Regions from separate parts of the Callithrix jacchus genome. Here region 1 is linked to region 2. A link is a contact called in public Hi-C data. All regions are on one chromosome and are shown on one strand. The core of a region is the stretch at or near the end of the contact, and the rest is flanking DNA. Distances in the headings are between cores, read along the strand shown.

Region 1 (2,700 bases), core at 38-2,537, 510 kb before region 2:
CATATAAACATAATGTCTTTTTAGTTTAGCATTAATATATACAGAACATTCTAGCTTTGCCATGGTGTAGAGTGAGGGAAGAATGTTTTTTCTTGTAAACTTTACCAACTGTTAGTTACATTTCAGAGCATCATGTTACCAGAAGCAACTGTTCTCCGTCTGGAGTCACCAATACCACACACCTGTATCAGTTTGCATTTGTAGGAGTCATAGGTGATTCTGCATAAAGATGTAAACATACATTCATCTAGCTACTTTATGTGCCTTTTAGTCAACTAGTATACGTGTACACATATTATATTATAAAATTATTTTCCTTTTAGTTCTATGCTAAATTACAATTGGGTCATTGAATTGAGATATTCACATACCGTGAAACTAATCTTTTAAAGTGTACACTTCAGTGGGTTTTAATATATTCACAAAGTTGTGCAACCATCACCACTATCCACTTCCAGAATGTTTTCATCATGCCCCAAAGAAACTCTCTATCTATGAACAGTCACTTCTGATTCGCCCCTCGAGATTCTGGCAACTATTACATTACTTTCAGTCTCCATCAATTTGTCTATCTTGGACATTTCTTATAAATGAGATGTCCAATATTTGGCCCTTTATGTCTGGCTTCTTTTACTTACCCTGCTTTGAAGTCTCATGCATGTTGTAGCAGGTATGAGTACTTTATTCCATTTTTATGGTTGAATAATATATTGATTTTTTGAAATTATGTGGGTGGGAAGTTATTTTATCTATGCATTTTATTTCAGGATAGTAAAGGAGGTGTTAACAAAATATTTGTAATATAAAAGAACATTGGATCAGAGCTACTGATCTAGCTGGAAGGACAAGACAGGTGTATATAAAAAGGCAATTAACAACCCAAACAAAAACATGCAATCAGGAGGCAGTTAAATTTTCTAGGACAAAAGACGATAGGTAAGGATTAGGCAGAGATTAAATCTGAGTGATCGATCCTATTCAGTTATGAGTTGGCAAAGCCTGGAATGAGATACAGCCATCCAAAAGTTAAACTACCAACCTTATAGGATGCTACCCCATCTCCAGTAATTTCCACTGAGAGATCTTTCTTTCCAGTAGGCTCTGCAGTGATGAAGCGGATCAGAGGAAGCAAAGTGATCCTAGTGGAACCAAACGGATATTTCCGTGGAGGAGTCCTAAGGGGATGGATTTTGCAGAGCAAAGCTGTAAGCTGCCAACTCTGACTTCTGAGGAAGCCTTACCTCCACGTTCCCCGTGGTGCTTTTGCACAGGCTATTTAGGCACATCTCGGCCGCCGTGGCGGGGCAAGGCTCAGCTGTTGTGGGGGGCGGGGCCTTCGCAGAGCATGGCGGCGGGCGAGTTTGAGGGCGGCAAGCCCCTGAACGGGCTGCTGAATGCGCTGGCGCAGGAGACTTTCCACGGGCACCCCGGCATCACAGAGGAGCTGCTGCGGAGTCAGCTGTATCCAGAGGTGCTACCCGAGGAGTTCCGCCCCTTTCTGGCAAAGATGAGGGGGATTCTTAAGGTACTGCTCTTCCCTGTAGTCTCCGGCTTGGAGCACAGACCCTTTACCGCCGGCGTCAGACTCGCTCCATTCGCCTTCCCCTGTCCTCAAGCTGAAAGGCCTTTCCTTCACAGACCTCTACTCCTTGGGCTCCACATTGCGCTCCTTCAGATTATCTCGCTCCGTCGCCCCTTCTCACTTTCCTAAGGGTGTCGTTTTTCTGCTGAAGTTCCCAGCCCCTGGGTCGGACTGACTGACACGGAGGTTTTTCCTTCAAGTCATCTCGCATTCTCTGTCTCTTGGTAACAGTCGAGTTTCCTCAGCAGATCTGTGGGCTCTTGAATTTTTAAAATTAAGAGTTTTAGGTCGCCAGCTTTCCCGGGTTGTGGAAGTTGGGAGCGTTAAAGTGAGCCAGTGTCCGGCGGATAAGGGGGTGGCTTAGCCTTAGTCAAGCAGTTCACTGCACGGTTAAGAGAGCATATTTACCAGCTTGAGGCCAAAGTATAGGCTAGACCATCCGGTAGAAATATGTGAGCCAAGAAGGTGAAATTAATTTTAATAATATATCTTATTTAACCTAGAATATCCAAAGTATTATCACTTCACATGTAATCAGTATATAGAATCTTGACAAAGTTTTCTTACTTTTTTCACCAGGTCTTTGAAATCCAGTATTTTACACTTAAAGCACATATCTCGGACTAGCCACATTTCAAGTGCTCAGTAGTCCCATGTGGCTAATGACCATAGTATTGGACAACTCTATTTAGACCGAGGACTAGTTATAGGAATGAATCTAGTGTCAGTGTACTCTAGAGACAGACTACAAAAAGAAATTACTGACTTTTGTAGGTCTTCTATGTGTTAGGAACCCCGTACTAAGATGTGTTACATGTTGCTTCATTTGTTTCTTGAAAAAAAACCTTATATAGTGGACACCCATTGTAAAGATTTAAGAAACAATCTCAGGGAATCTAAAGGGACTAAAATTACATTTTGATTAAAGTCAATGTTGAAATTTAATCCACTATCTTTGAATTTACTAATTTTTTTTCAAGGCTGTTTATGCTTTAAAAAGGCACTTCTGTATTTTTAAAACTGATTTTTGCCTAAAGGATTTGAATCCAGAAAAAAAGTAAATGAAAACAAGTATTTCACATGGTAAACAGATTGTCTCATGGAAATGTAAGGAGTAT
Region 2 (2,700 bases), core at 76-2,575:
GCGAAGAACGGCCTGGCACACCGCAGCCAGAAGCCATGACCCAGGCCCACCTCAAGCATCCTTAAAGCTGAGGACCCCTCCTGTGTGATCTGTTTCCTGTTACAGCGGGGGCCCAGCGTCCTGAGAGGGCTGCACGTGTCTTCACTTTGGCGTCTCCCAAAGGCTAAAACAGAACATGAAGGACTCAGTTTGTGCTCCAGCCACAGGTTCTTGGAAATAAAATAAGGGTGCTGAGGTCCTGGTAAATGCGGCAGCCATTATTTTGCATCAGGCTCTGTGCTGAGTACTTTACATATTTTATCTTATGTCATTCTCATAGGCCAATCTGTGATGCTATTATCCTATTATAGACTGGGAAACTGAGGCTTTAAAAAGTTAAGTAATTTGCTCAAGGTCACACAGCCAATAAACCTGATGACAGTCTGCTTTCTAGCCTAATCAGGCCTTGATATACATACTTAGGCAAAGTAAACGTGGTAAATTCCCAGGGAAAGCCCACCTGACACCCCAGCTTGTGTCTTCCCCTGGGGTTGGAGGGATGGCACCCCTCACCCCACCGCACAGTTGCAGCTGAGCCTCTCAGGATCAGCAAAGAACAGCTTGACCTCTCTGGTTCTCTTCCCCTCTCTGCTTCTTACAAAAGAAAGGGGAGAGTACAGAGAACAAAAGGAGGGCTAATTTTTGTGCAGGGACAGCTAAGACAGAGTGGACTGGGCAGGGAAGAGATGGACAAGGGAGGGAGGCCTGGGAGCTTCTTATTATCTATTATAGCAGGGAAAAGAATAGGAGGTTTGTTTCTAAGCCATAAATACCCTCCTTTGATCCCTGTGTCTATCAGAGATAAATGAGTCACTCTTAGGCCTCAGAAATTAATGACTGTCCTAATGATCACCCTAAGTGACCTTGCAGCATTCCTAATTCTCGCCACTCCCTGCAAAGTAGCTGTGTCAGGGTTTGACAGGCTTTGGGGACAAGGCGGGACTGAGCAGGATGAAAGTGTAATTTCATTCCTCAGCCCAGCCTCACTTTGCAGAGGTTAAATTGGCCTCTACTCCTAAGCCTAGAGAACAGTCAGAACTAGACCCCAACTTCTGGGCTCTGCCCTCCCTGGCTTTGCTTCAAGCACTGAGCAGGGGGGCACTGGGTGAGGAAGCTGCGGGGGCCCTGTGGAATCCTGACCTGGGAGAGGGCGGTCCCCAAGGGGTGTGCAGGCCTGCAGGGGCACCTGAAAGCAAGAGGGCATCGGAGCAAGTTAACATCTGACCTCTCAGCAGGCCCTGCCCATTCGGATGGGGGAAGAGCTTTGAAGTTTCCTTTGCGTGATGTTTTCATGGCCCTGATCCTACTGTACTGGAATTAGCCTGAGGCCCTGCCCCTTCCCTGGAGATTTGTTCCCCAAATACAAAAGTCTTAGAAAAATACAGCAGGCTCCACCCACTGTCCCCACACCACTGAAAGCCTTTTCCTTAGGTTCAAATACCAGGGAGGAAAAGGCCTCAGAACCCCCACCAGGAGACATTCTGTGTGTGTTTACAGTTTCTGAGAGGCAAGCAAGGACCCCTGGAACCAGATCAGAGGGCAGGTGCTTCCCAGAGCAGCGTGGGGAGGATGGAGTAAGGGAGGGAGAAGCAAGATTGTCCCTAGAGGCTTCCCAAGCCACGAGCCAGGTCCAGAACAGCAAGACTATGGGTTCTGGCCCAGAGAGAAGAGAAAGCAGGGGAACCCAGGCCTCTGGTCATGCCCAATGAGCAAACCATTGTGCTTAGTGTGGCCAAATATCCATCTCAGGGATGTCTCTTTCTGAGCTTCACCAAAGGTTTCCGCTATACTATTGCTCAAGTCTACCATAAAGACAATGTTTAAAAACGGAGGGAGAGGAAGAAAGAAGAGAGGAAAGCAGAGAGAGAAACGGGAGGAGACAGAGAAGCAAGGAATCCCCAGCCTGCTAGACTCTGCTACATTCAGTTTTCAGAGTAAAGACTCTGAGCAATAGTGCCATCTTGTGGCTATGATATGAATTACAATTAGTGCACTCAAACTCCCCCCACACCCCCTGTCCCAGCCCGCCCCTGCCCCAACTCACCTACTCATGGTGTTTGCAACTGCGGGGGCACTAACCATGGATTTTGTTTCCACCCTAGACAATCCCCTCTCTCCCCACACCTATCCCCCAAACTACTCCAGACTCTGCACCCCCTTACACACACTTCTGGGGTGAGTCCATATTTGTCCACTAGAAATACCTGCTATCTGATGTTTAACTCAACCCTGAGACTCATTCGACAAATATTTATTGTGCTCTTATTTTGTACCAGGCACTGTCCTAAGACCAGGGACCTGACTACAAATTAAAATCATTCATGCACTTTACATTTTAACTAGGGAGGCAAATATTAAACACATACATATAAAATATAATGGGATATTGTAACAAGTACAGTAAAGGAAAATAAAGCAGAGGATTCCAGGCTATTACAGATAGGATAATTGATAAGCTACGATTTTTTTTTTTTCCCAGAGACAAGGTTGCCCAAGCTGGTCTTCAACCCCTGGCCTCCTGCCTCAGACTTCCAAAGTACTGGGATTACAGGTGTGAACCACTGTGCCTGGTGCAGTCGCAACTTTGCAGAGGCTTGGATGAGTTGAGGGAGTAGGGCAGGTGAGGGAAAAAGGAGCTGCAGATACAAACACCAAAGCCAT

What was found. Hi-C and Micro-C count contacts between places; a contact is called where the count stands out from the background.
Region 1: a contact with region 2 is called in a Hi-C map of induced pluripotent stem cells, with 4 times the contacts expected there. The contact joins the promoter of CCT4 here to the enhancer-like site in region 2.

What each region holds. Positions count from the first base shown.
Region 1 is chr14:52,237,294-52,239,993 of calJac240_pri, reverse strand. CCT4 (chaperonin containing TCP1 subunit 4) reads right to left here and starts at 1,287. Exons shown (of 14, transcript XM_078349240.1): 1 at 1,040-1,287. COMMD1 (copper metabolism domain containing 1) reads left to right here and starts at 1,341. Exons shown (of 5, transcript XR_013526586.1): 1 at 1,341-1,525.
Region 2 is chr14:51,725,501-51,728,200 of calJac240_pri, reverse strand. No RefSeq gene overlaps it. Among named protein-coding and RNA genes, the nearest start is that of TMEM17, 120 kb to the right of the region's middle. Within about 2 kb of position 1,325, at least 7 of the 16 cell types and tissues checked have an H3K27ac peak or open chromatin away from gene starts, as enhancers often do.